4 separate regions of the Mus musculus genome follow, and regions 1, 3 and 4 are each linked to region 2. A link is a contact called in public HiChIP or PLAC-seq and promoter capture Hi-C data. All regions are on one chromosome and are shown on one strand. The core of a region is the stretch at or near the end of the contact, and the rest is flanking DNA. Distances in the headings are between cores, read along the strand shown. Region 1 holds the start of Tsnax (translin-associated factor X). Region 2 holds the start of Map3k21 (mitogen-activated protein kinase kinase kinase 21). Region 3 holds the start of Coa6 (cytochrome c oxidase assembly factor 6). Region 4 holds the start of Tarbp1 (TAR RNA binding protein 1).

Region 1 (3,139 bases), core at 421-2,920, 900 kb after region 2:
GGAAGTGAATGAAAGTAACCATCGTGTCCAAGGAGTCACTTGAGCTGGGTATCAAAGAGAACATGGTCCACTGGGCTGGTAATGAAAGCACTAAGTCAGAAACAAATCCAAGCTCAAAGAACTATCCACCTATGAGAGAAAGAAACAGGAAAACAGCAAATATGTGGGAAACGACCAGCTTGCTTCATTCAGTATTCAGCCATGTCAATTTTACCTGGTTTCCTCACACTCATGAAGACCACTGTAGGTGCTATGTTCTTTTAAAACTGTCCACATTAGCCGGGAAGAGGGAGGGGGGGGAGTGGCGCACGTCTTTAATCCCAACACTTGGGAGGCAGAGGCAGGTGGATTTCTGAGTTCGAGGTCAGCCTGGTCTACAGAGTGAGTTCTAGGACAGCCAGGGCTACACAGAGAAACCTTGTCTCGAAAAAAAAAACAAAAACAAAAAAGAAAAAAACACAAAAACAAAAACAAAACTGTCCACACATTAGCTGGGACCCTTCTCTTTACAAGGTGCAACCTAATTCTTTCTTCCTAAATATGAAGCAGTTTTTACTTTGCGTTACTTTTAGCAAATGCAAAGTGGCAAACATCTATATCCCAAAGCCCTTGACTATGGTGGCCTATATTAACATTAGTAAACAGTAAAAAGTCCCACATAAAAAGCATTAAATGTTAAATAATATGGAAATATCTGCCACATTCTTACCAACTGTTCTGTATGTAACATCATCTTCACACTTACCATTTACTAGCACATATATTTATATTTAGAGTGTGTTAGATTGGTTACTAGACTGGCAAGACTTATTTTGAGGTAGCACTCTGCATAGAACAGGAACTATTAGTGAATCTCGTACATACATGTACACTGGTATTCTTGTTCTATTAACTTGGTCAAGTTATCCTGATATCGGAATGTTTAGAATACAGATTTTTTTTTTTTCTGGGCAGACCTAGCACCAACACGAAACATTCAGGAAAACTAAGCCTTACATCGGCATGGACTAAAGGCTCCCTAACCGACCCCACACCCGAACACTACGGCGACACGATTGTTACGGTTATGGTTCTAATTCTCCTAATGGAAACTTACATTTGAAGGCCAGCATCACCGGCGAAGACAAACTGGCATCCTTCCCCTCTCTCCTTTGGTTATGTGGGAAGGTGTCATGCTTCCTCTTCCTGAACCCTCCTGGTCCTTAGGCAGAAAAGAAGAGATGGATGGAGCCCTTGCGATGCCGCGCTAGCACAGCCCAGGCTATCCCCTTCGTCCCCCGGTACCCACAGGGCTCGACCTCTCCAGCCACACACAGGTCCCCAAACTCGTGCACTGGTGCAGGGGTCGCACAAAACGCGGCTTGAGACCCCAGGCACCCGGCTGCGCTCTGGGTCGGTCCGCAGGGTCCCCTGGGGGCGTGCGATGGATGGCACGGTGACAGCCGAGCACAGGGGCCAGGCCCTGCCAGCCCCTCCCCTCCACGCGCCGGCCCCGCACCTTCTTTGCCGTTCATGGCCGCGGGGCCTCGGCTTGCACGCGCAGGGATCGCAGCCGCCGGGCCAGCTCAGCGAAAGGCCGTCGCGGGACGCCGCGCTGAGCCCGTGGGTGACAGCGCACACCACCCTGGTCGCAGTAGGCGGCCGCCGGAAGCGGATCCTTCACGCAGCCTCAGCCGGGAGCTGCGTCCGCCGCGGAGTCCCCTCGGCCGCACACACTTCCGGCCCGTGTCCCACACCGCCTGGGCGGGCATGCGGGCGGGCGCGCTCCTGCAGCAGCGCACGTTTCCGGCCGGGCTCCCGGCGCGCTCCCTGTGCTGCACATACTTCCGGTCTGTGTCCCGGCTTCTCCCACGTCCAAGTGCCTACCCGGCGCTCTCTCTCAGTCGCGCATGCTTCCGGTGTGCCAGGTTGTGGTGCAAGCCGTTGAGTGCCTACCTGAGCTGTGTAGTCCTGTCGCGGGCAGCGGCCTCCTGTCCCCTCGCCTCTCTGAGCAGCCTCCTGCGTCCATGCATGCCCTTGGCATGTGCTGGGTGCGTGGCACCTGGAAGTGTCGCAAGGTCTTCGAAGAGAAGCAGCTTTGGAATAGATGGAAAGTTTGGTCACATTGTCAAGCCCTAAGGCTGTTGTTTGAGCACATGCTACCTCACCTAGCTAGTACCATTCCTTTGAGGCTTCCAGCAGCCCATTAGAGACCATGCTCAATTAAGATTACTTATTGAACAAAGCCCAACATCTTGAGTCAAGTTCAGCCATGTGCATGTTACAGACATTTTAGTCACACAGTCTGTTCTTGTTAACTTAGGAACAGACACACTTATGGAAATGATATACGTAGAATTAGCCAGTGAAGTCAAGGCCACAACAGCATCACAGGAGGGTCTCCCAGCTCAAAAATCAGGCCATAAGCTGTCACCATTGAATCAGCAAAAAGCTAGATGGTTTGGGCAGAGTCCTGCATGAAAAGGCTGTGGGGGAACAACAATGGATGAATGTTGGACACATAACCATCTTGAATTTCTGTGACTTCTGAGCCCACATTCACCAGTTGTCTTAGCGTTTGTATTCCTGCACAAAACATGACCAATAAGTTGGGGAGGAAAGGGTTTATTCAGCTTATACTTCCACATCGTTATTCATGCCAAAGGAAATCAGGACAGGGACTCACACAGGAAGGAACTTGGAGGCAGGAGCTGATGTAGAGGCCATGGAGGGGTGTTTCTTACTGGCTTGCTTCCTCTGACTTGCTAAGCCTGCTTTCTTATAGAACCCAGGACCACTAGCCCAGGGATGGCACCACCCACAATGGGCTGGGCCCTCCCCCCTTGATCACTAGTTGAGAAAATGTCTTACAGCTGGATCTCATGGAGGCATTTCCTCAAGGGAGGCTCCTTTCTCTGTGATAACTCCAGCTTGTGTCAAGTTGACACACAAAACCAGTATTCCACTATTTTTGACGATGTGGGGCTACAGGGATTGCTCAGTAGGTGAAGTACTTGCCCTGCAGGCATACAGGACCCAAGTATCACCGAGAACCCATATAGAACATCACTGAGGAGATGGAGAGATACAGATCTTTGGGGCTTGCTGGCTAGCAGGTTAGAGGTTCTGAGCCAGTGAGAGACCCTGTCTCTAAAAACTG
Region 2 (3,014 bases), core at 308-2,807:
GGTGCTTTCCAATGTGCAGAAAAGATTTCTCCTAACAGTACAGTCATGTTTCAGAGACAGAGACTTCTGACCCGTAAGGAAAGACCAAGGGCAAGAAGCCATGTTCACAGTGAACATGGTTTGGGGTGGGTGGTGGGGTAGAGCTCAGCGGCAGAATGCCTGCTTGGAATGCGTGAAGCCCAGCTTTTGCAGAGCGTACCAGGAGAAAAGAATTAGAAACTTTAATAAGACACTTGTAAAGTGGAAGGAAATGACTGACGGAGTGCAGGTAATGTGGCCACCAGGCTAAACATGCTCTGTTTAAGGCCAGGGCTGGTAAAGTCCCGTGCAAGCGTATTGGGAGACCTACACAGATTATATGTGTAGTGTCCGATAGGTCCGGAGAGTAAAAAAAAATTTATCTACAAGCTCCTGACCCTGTCTTTTAAAGGGGTGCTCACAGGTAATAACGCCAGGGTAAGTACGAACTTCCCTAAAGCAAGTTAACCAGAGCCTGTCTTCCCACTCTGTGTCAGAGCCAGACCCCTCTCTTGGCTCCTGGAACCTAATTCCCTTGGGGCTAGCCTCACTTACTGTTGCTGGACTTGAGGTCACGGTGCAGGATGGGCACCACCGCCTCCTCGTGCAGGTACAGCATGCCGCGGGCGATCTGCACCGCCCAGTTGACCAGAACCTGTGGGGGGATGCGGCGCGCGCGGCGGGGGCCGGGCGCTCGCGGATCCGATGCTGCCGCCGCCAGCGCGCGGTTGAGCGCGCCGCCACGCGCGAACTCCAGCACCAGGCAGAGGTGCGGCTGCCGCAGGCACACACCCCGCAGCTGGATGATGTTGGGGTGCCGCAGCATAGCGAAGAGCCGCGCCTCGCGCCGTACGCTCTCGGCCGCCGCCGCCGCGTCCTGCTCCGGGTCCCGGCGCGCCGCCTTCACCGCCACCTCCTGGCCCTGCCAGGTGGCGCGGTACACCTGACCGAAGCCGCCGGCGCCGATCAGCTCCTTGAGCTCCAGGCGCTCGAAGTCTACGTGCACAGGCGAGCAGGGTCTCGGCGGGGGCGGCGCCGGCGGCGGCACCGGGCCACAGGGCGCCACGTAGCTGGCCGGAAAGATGCCCAGGCGCCGCTGCACTTGGCCGGCCCACCAGCCCTCGTCTCCTGACACCGCGGCGTCCTGCGACAGTACCTCGACCAGCTGACCGCGCCTCAGGCTCAGCTCGTCCTCACCGCGCGCTTCGTAATCATAAAGCGCGGCCCACATCCCGGAGGAGGTACTCCCCGAGTCGTCCCGGGCCGGGGACAGCGGCGTGTCAGCCGTGCCCTCGGCTACAGGTAGAGCCATAGGGGCGATTGAGAGGTCGCTAGTGGACCAAGTGCGACAGCCACAACCTCAGCTTTCCGGGTCTCCAGCGACGCGTATCATCGGTCCGAGCTAACAGGGAAGGGTGCAGGGCTGGAGCAGGACTACAGAGGTTACGACCACTGCCCGGGGGCTCTGACCTCTGCTCTGCCTCCAGTTTGGCTAGTTCTTCCCCGCAGCCGCTAGCGCGGACAACCGGTGGCGGTGCTGGACCTGCTTAGACTTACGCGCGCTCCCCAGAAGTCGCCCCCACCCTCAGCCCCTCCTCCTTGGCCACTCCACCCTCCAGGTCCTTTCCCCTTGGCACTAGCTCTGGCCCCGCCGGGTTCGTTACCCCTGGGTTCCACCCTCCATTAGTCCCTCCCTAGTGCCAGTCCCGCCCTCCAGGTTCTTTAACCCCTAGAACTCTCTCTGAGTCTAACCTGAACCTGAGTCTCCTGTGCCCGACACGCCCCCAGCAAACCCATTCCGCCAGGTTGGCGTTTCTGCCCCTGTAATTTTGCTTTGCCGAGATTCGTCCTCCCTCCAAGTCTTCCTGGTTCCACCCCTGGTGCCCGCCCTTTCCCAAGTTCATTCTCTAAGTTCATTGGTGCTCCTGGATCCACACCTCTAGGTCCATTTACTTCGCGCTGGGGCAGTCTTCTTAGGCCCACTCTCTGCTCTGAGTTCATAAGGACCACCTTCTTTTGATCTCCTGGATCTGTCCCACCCGTTCCAAATCCATTACTCAAGGTCCCTTACTGACGATCCTCTAAACAGCCGGGTCCCCTCGACCGCCCTTCGGGGACCGCCTCCGCTTTCTAGGTCCATTCTGACCCCGCCCCCAGACTGTCAGCCTTTTCACCTCCACGCGTGACCTATTCTGAGCCCGCCCTCTGGCGTCTCCACTACACCTCAGGCGCCCTCTTGGCCTCGATGGCGGAGTAAGCCTGGGGCCACTTAAAGTTTTCCAGAAAGTTAAAGAGAGAGATCATGGTGCTCGAAGATGGTTGGACTCCTCAGTGAAAAGAGAGAGGAGATGGAGAGAAGAGGACCCTGGAGCTCTAGATGTAAAGTGACAGACCATCCCAGCAACAGATAGACGTTCGGATCCTGGAGCGCGGTTCCAGACAGAGGTCTAGTGTGCTTGATCTCACCGGACTGCAGGCATGGAAAGTCTCCAGGTTACAGACATAGGGAACCACAGTCTCATAACCCCGAAAGCTGGCGCGTTCCTGTGCCTACAGTGCTCCGATGTCAGGAATCCCCAGGTCCCGTCTAACCCTGTGTACCCTCAGACTCCGATGTAGACTACCTTGGAGGCACCTATGAGCTACAGGTTGCCAGGGTGACACAACTGATGAAGCTTTAAAAAGTAGAGAATACAGTTGCAAAATTGGTTCACGACACCAGAACACAACGTGTGCTAAGCCTGAGCGTCCTGGCCGGTGTAGGATGCTCCTAACACGAGAGCACATAAGGAGGTTTTGTTTTGCTTCGGCTCTTTGCCGTTTTGTTTGTTCGCAGTGTCTAAATTTGCTCATCTGTAAAACGGTAACCTCGCGTGGTAGCTGAGAAGAGCCTGGAGGGTGTTTGTTGAATAATAATTCACACCAATATTAATACTTTTTATTTTGAGGCAGAGTTTTGTCCGGCTGCCTATGCTGACCTTGTACATACTTTAGAA
Region 3 (2,857 bases), core at 265-2,764, 510 kb before region 2:
CATATGATATCCCTCACATTTTGTGGCAAATTATTGTAACATCTGTCAGGATCAATGCCCCAAGAGACAATTACATTTAAAGGTAATTTAGGCATTCCATCCCAACTTAAATGGGGTGGGACAAGCCATACCTTCTACAGGACTGATTGATCAGAACGGGAGTGACTACGGAGAGGTTTGATTGCTGCCAGGTCTGTCTTTAGCTCTCTCTACTCTTAAGCTCTCTTAATCCCTTGCCCTCTTCTGTGACTGACATAACACCCTGGTGACAGGTGAAACCTTCTGTAATGTTTTAACAGACCACTGGCTTCCACCAACCAGAAGGCTTCCTTTGCTGTAACAAACTTACCTTTTGTTTCCACCGTTTGTTCTGTTCCATAAGACTGCATAAAACTTCTGCCAAATGGTATCTGGGGAAAACCTCATACTCTGTTCCTGAGCCAGTCACTCATATTTGGCTACAAAACAGACTAGCCCTTGAAGCGAGAGCAGTATTTTGGTGTTGACAACAGCTTGTCCAGAACTCAGCACCTCTTAGGGTGTTTCTCCTCCCGAACCTGTGGGTGCACCAGCCACCCTGAGCTGTGGTTCTCTTGTCCCTGCATAGCACATGCCCACATCTTTCTCATAGGACCGCTGTAGAGCAGAGTACACGTACACTTCAGGATCTTAGTTCGAATCCTCCACTACAGAGGCTGCTTCATCCTGGAGAAATGTTTCTCCTCTGATGCATGACTCCCGCGGCATAAATCTGGATGCAAGACCTCCCAAGGCTGAATTTAAAATCCCAGCGAATGAATCCAAGTGTCTCTCTCAGAACACATTCCCATGATCCTCCATCTCCTCCCCACCCTCTCATGCACGAGTGTCTTTGGACACACCTCTCAGTCTTTATAGGAGTCGACAGAGGCTGGGACAAGGCGAAGAGAGGGAAGAACTAATACTGAGTGAGCCAGACTGCTTAATATGACCAGGCTCTAGGGGAGGAGCTGTGAGAAAGGCTATGGACGCCTGCAGAAGTCACAGCGCTGTACCACCAGGTCCCTTCTCCAGAGTCTGGTAGCGCTGTCATTTTCTCCAGTAATACCAACTAACTGGTGACTTCCAACGCGTGACCTTGCTCCTCAAAACCCACCCTAAGGTGAGGGTGCGCGCAGGGATGTGTTGCACCCCGCGGGACTTACCCACTGCTGGGGGCAGCTGGCCTCGAACGAGCTCCTCAGCTTCTGGCACCGGGCCGCGTCCTCCGCGTTGTCGTCCAGGCAGCGCCAGTACAGGTCGCGCGCACCCCAGCATGCCTGCCTTTCCTTCATGGAAGGGGCTGCCATTCCTGCCTGCAGTGGTCACGCGGGAAGCCACGCAACATGCGACCGGGGCTCAGCCTACGTGGGAGAGCGGTGTGGACTGTGGTTCCCGCACGGCGGTGTCGCCCCGCAGGTCCACCGACTGCACAGGGAAACTCACTGCGAAAGTACCCGCCGCCGATTGACCTGCCCCGGCCTCCGTTTGCAAATAGAAGGGCGGGACTTCCGGCCGAGTCCGTTTCTCCGGCGGATAATTTCCGGCACCAGGGGCGTGGCCTATGGGCGGAAACTAATATCTGATTGGTACCGCCCTCTGTAGCTGCGGCTGCCCTGATTGGCTGAAGAGGGACCCGGAATTGGCGGAGGCGGCCGAGCCGGCACCAAGCTCCGTTCTCAGAGTGTGGTGAGAAGGGGATAGCTCGCCGGAGAGCGCCGACTCTGGGTGAGGGTGAAGCTGAGGTTGGCCATGCTAGAGGTTCCCTGTGCCTTTTATCAATGTCAGGTTATAAAAAGGTATCCGGGCGTGGTGGCACACGCCTTTAATCCCAGCACTTGCGGGGCAGAGGCAGGCAGATTTCTGAGTTCGAGGCCAGCCTGGTCTACAAAGTGAGTTCCAGGACAGCCAGGGCTACACAGAGAAACCCTGTCTCGTATATTTATCTCATTTTATCGATATGGCTGCAATTATGACTGTGCATAATGGTACATCAAGAGCAGACATGAATGAAATGGGAAATAAAAGCAGTGATGTTCGCAGCCAGCCACAGCTGTCTGTATATCTCTTCCCGACCGTCATAATCAAGAATTCATTGGAAACTGAAATAACAGTAGCAATTTCAGTAGTGAAGTTTAGCTCTGTAGATGACAAGAAAGTGAGGCTCTTATAAACAAATGAAGTTTAGCAAAGTGTACAGTTTCTAGAGAGATGGTGCTAGTAGAAATTTAAATTTGCACTGAAAATCCTTCTACAGACAAATTCCAGATAGTTCCTCCAGGAGGTTCCTCTCGACTTTTACTAATTAAATTCTACCTGTATTCTTGCTACTGTTAACTTGTACTAGTTACAGAACCTCCCCAACTCTGAAATAACAAACTCCTTGGAACTCATTGATTTATAAGAGAGAGGAAGAGGAGGGAGAGGGATAAAATGGTGTGATAATGCTTTATATGTCTCACTTAACTAAGAGGGTTTGCTGTAGAAGGATTAATGTACATGATTATGGGAGCCATCCAAGACTTTGTTGAAGGTGTTAGACATTATGCATTGTATGTTCCCCAGTGTCTTGCCAATATATTAAAAAAAAAAAAAAGTCCTATTCAAAACTCTGGTGGACCTGTATGAGAAAATATGATTTAGGGGTTGAAAATTAATTTTTAAAAATTTATTATTTTGTATGCATGGGGGTACTACATGCATGCAGCCTTGAAAAGGTTTTTTTTTAGCCCCACTCATCTACACAAACCCAAACAGCATCATGAAATGGACAGAAAAGACAAGTTGCAGTGCAGGCATTCACTATACCTACAAACCGTAAGACATAGAAACCCTTTCC
Region 4 (3,181 bases), core at 676-3,175, 560 kb before region 2:
CTGCCTCAGCTTCTCCAGGGCTGGGATTAAAGGTTTGTGTCACCCATACCCTGATTTCCACCTTGTTCTTAAGAGTCAGGCTCTCGCTTTTTGAGTTGTTGGCGGGCAAATGTTCCAGGCTGCGTGCAGTGCGGCGAAATATCCCCACCCACGGACTCTCGGTGCTAAAGTTTGCACAGCTGCCATGAGCTACATCAATCTACCCACCGTGCTGCCCAGCTCCCCCAGCAAGACCCGGGGGCAGATTCAGGTGATTTTCGGGCCCATGTTCTCAGGGAAAAGCACGGAGCTGATGAGAAGAGTCCGGCGCTTCCAGATCGCCCAGTACAAGTGCCTGGTCATCAAGTATGCCAAAGACACGCGCTATAGCAACAGCTTCTCCACACATGATCGGAACACCATTGACGCATTGCCAGCCTGCATGCTCCGCGATGTGACCCAGGAGTCCTTGAGTGTGGCCGTCATTGGCATCGATGAGGGGCAGTTTTTTCCTGACATTGTGGATTTCTGTGAAATGATGGCCAACGAGGGCAAGACAGTAATTGTGGCAGCACTGGATGGGACCTTCCAGAGGAAGGCTTTCGGCAGCATCTTGAACCTGGTGCCCCTGGCGGAGAGTGTGGTGAAGCTCACCGCTGTGTGCATGGAGTGCTTCCGAGAAGCTGCCTACACGAAGAGGCTGGGTCTGGAGAAAGAGGTGGAGGTGATTGGCGGAGCCGACAAGTATCACTCCGTGTGCCGCCTGTGCTACTTTAAGAAGTCTTCAGCCCAGGCTGCTGGGTCAGACAACAAAGAGAACTGTCTGGTGCTGGGGCAGCCGGGAGAGGCCTTGGCTGTCAAGAAGCTCTTTGCCTCTCAGCAAGTCCTACAATACAACTCTGCCAACTGAGGGGACCTGGGGCCTGCCAGCTCCTACCCAGGTTGGACTCTCAGAGAGCAGGGGGAGCGCGGGCCTATCATTCCTAATGGACACTGTGCCTTGAACGGGCTCATCCATCGTCCACTCGCTGAAGCCGTTTTCAGTTCCCTTCTTGATTGCCAAGATGCCTCAATGCAGGCTGGAGCCCAGACCCTGCCTGGTGGCTAGGGGTCCCGCGTTCAGCCAAAGGTGAGGACAGAGCTGTCCACCATTGTGACACTGGTGGGGCTAGTTTCTTCCTTGTTGGTGGCTGGGTTTCAGTCTCAGAGCCCCACCCTCACCAAGGCTCCAGGCCTCTCACAGCTCCCCCATTTATGCCTAAACATTCTCTCCTCAGAACCCCAGCTCTTAGTGAGCCACTTTTCTTGTGCAAAGTGAACAATATTAAAGTTTACTACTAATGAAAAAAAAAAAAGAGTCAGGCTCTCTCACTGGACCTGGAACTGATCTCAGCCATACTGGCTCATCAGCGACTCGGGGGAGTCGGGGAGGGGGGGGGCGGCGGGGAGATGTGTCTCCACCACGCAGGATGGTAGTTACCTCTCCATGGGATCCTAACTCAGATGTTCATGCTTTCATAACATGCCCTTTTCCTACTGACCAATCTTCTCAGCTCTCATAACTTATTTTCAAAACATAAATCCAGATTTCATTTGTGATCCATTGTTTTAGAGACTTTGTGGTAACTCTTAACATGCACCCTTTTAAAAAGCAGCCATCTGGGGGGATTGCAGGATATCTATGTGAATTTAGGGCCAGCTAGAAAATTTAGGCCCTAGGCCTATTTCCAATCGGGAACTTCGGAACTGGTGTAATACTATGTCTGCAGCAACTCTTTTTACTAAAAACTGTGAGTGGCAGGAGGCATCACACTCCCAACAAAGTTGAAGGAACCTTATGCGGTCCTATGCCGGGCAGGGTATGTGTGGGTGGGAACCTCTCGCCGCGCACGCGCACTCGCGCTTAGGGTGGCCGGCGCACGCGCACAGGTCTACTCCCCGCGAAATGGAGCGGGTGTTGGCGGACGCGCTTCTAACGCAGAGTCGGGAGCCCGGCGAGTTGCTGGGCGCGCTGTGCGGCGGGGAGGCGAGTGCGGAGCGGGCGGAGACCCTGCGCCTGGTGCTGCAGCGGCTGGAGGAGCGCGGCGCGGGCGCCGGCGCGCTGGCCAAGGCGGCACACGAGGTGGCCAGGGACCACCTGGTGCCCTTACTGCACGCGTCCCAGGGCGGAGGGCCTGCGAGGCCCCGCGTGCTCCGAGCGGCGAGTGCGGCGCTGCGCTCGTGCGCGCGCCTGGCAGGACCGGAGCTGGCAGTCACTCTGGCCGAAGAAGCGCTGCGCGAGCTGCCGAGCGCGCCAGCCGTGGAGCTGCTGGCCGCCGTGGCGCCGTGTTTACGCGCGCCGGAGGATGCCCCGCTGCTGCGTCGCCTGGGGCGCGCGTCTGTGGAGCTGGCGCTGGCCGGGGACGCGCCGCCGGCCGTGGGAGCGCGCCTGCTGCCCGCGCTGGCACAGAGCGCAGAACCGGCTCTGCGTGCGGCGTGGGACGCGCTGAGCTCCGCGGGACCGGGAGCTGAGGGCAGCACTGGGCCAGAACTGCTGGTGCTGAGCGCACTGGCCGAGAAGCTGCTGACCAACCATGAGCGCCACGGGGATCTCGACGCCCGTCTCTGCGGCCGCTTCTGGAGAACCGTCCAGGCGGGGCTGGGCCGCGCGCAGGACGGGCTCACGCGAAAGCGCGCGCGCTACCTGCTGCAGAGGGCTGTACAGGTGTCTGCAGAGCTGGCGGTGGACTGCTCCTGCAGCCCCCAGGACACAAAAGGTACCCACTTGTCTCTCTAAAAAACAAAATTGTGTGTGTGTGTGTGTGTGTGTGTGTGTGTGCGCGCGCGCGCGCGTGCCTGTGTAAGTTTATGTGCATCACGTGCGTATGCTTGGGAGGGCATCAAATCCCCTTGAGCTGGAGTTAAAGGCAATTGTGAACTACCTGATGTGTGTGTTGGGAGTCAAACTCCAGTCCTCTAGAAGAACATCAAGTGCTCTTAACCCCTGAACCATCTCTCCAGACTGGCACCTACTTATCTCTTTGCCCCAGCCACACTCTGCTACCTCAAACCAGCCTTCAAGGGGCGTCCACCTCATCCTGAGCGGATTTGACACTTGCATGTGGTACCCTACACCGGCCTCCTCCTGCACTTTGGGAAAAGTGGACCCAGTGAAGGTTAAGATATCGCACACGCGGTAGCATGCTCTGTGTAAAACCAAGCC

What was found. Promoter capture Hi-C pulls out the DNA fragments that hold promoters and counts their contacts. HiChIP or PLAC-seq counts read pairs in DNA pulled down with a chosen protein or histone mark.
Region 1: a promoter capture Hi-C map of hippocampal neurons shows a contact between it and region 2, with 4 times the contacts expected there. The contact joins the promoter of Tsnax here to the promoter of Map3k21 in region 2. A contact is called at or near these places in 3 of 39 promoter capture datasets (hippocampal neurons, liver and pre-B cells) and 1 of 115 datasets of contacts at active chromatin or transcription factors (astrocytes).
Region 3: a contact with region 2 is called in an H3K4me3 HiChIP or PLAC-seq map of forebrain, with 4 times the contacts expected there. The contact joins the promoter of Coa6 here to the promoter of Map3k21 in region 2. A contact is called at or near these places in 2 of 39 promoter capture datasets (hippocampal neurons and liver), 1 of 115 datasets of contacts at active chromatin or transcription factors (forebrain) and 1 of 9 other capture datasets (embryonic stem cells).
Region 4: a contact with region 2 is called in a promoter capture Hi-C map of embryonic stem cells, with 2.8 times the contacts expected there. The contact joins the promoter of Tarbp1 here to the promoter of Map3k21 in region 2. A contact is called at or near these places in 1 of 39 promoter capture datasets (embryonic stem cells), 1 of 484 Hi-C or Micro-C datasets (embryonic stem cells) and 5 of 115 datasets of contacts at active chromatin or transcription factors (embryonic forebrain, embryonic stem cells, forebrain and 2 more).

What each region holds. Positions count from the first base shown.
Region 1 is chr8:125,011,572-125,014,710 of GRCm38.p6, reverse strand. It overlaps Tsnax (translin-associated factor X), which reads right to left and starts at 1,670. Exons shown (of 6, transcript NM_016909.3): 1 at 1,499-1,670; 2 at 1,097-1,201. The coding sequence starts at 1,514.
Region 2 is chr8:125,908,993-125,912,006 of GRCm38.p6, reverse strand. Map3k21 (mitogen-activated protein kinase kinase kinase 21) reads right to left here and starts at 1,557. Exons shown (of 10, transcript NM_145608.2): 1 at 574-1,557. The coding sequence starts at 1,330.
Region 3 is chr8:126,421,158-126,424,014 of GRCm38.p6, reverse strand. Coa6 (cytochrome c oxidase assembly factor 6) reads right to left here and starts at 1,514. Exons shown (of 2, transcript NM_174987.4): 1 at 1,185-1,514. The coding sequence starts at 1,328. Gm51604 (a long non-coding RNA gene) reads left to right here and starts at 1,645. Exons shown (of 2, transcript XR_003947620.1): 1 at 1,645-1,746.
Region 4 is chr8:126,473,809-126,476,989 of GRCm38.p6, reverse strand. It overlaps Tarbp1 (TAR RNA binding protein 1), which reads left to right and starts at 1,925. Exons shown (of 30, transcript NM_001159907.1): 1 at 1,925-2,735. The coding sequence starts at 1,925. It also overlaps the pseudogene Gm6091.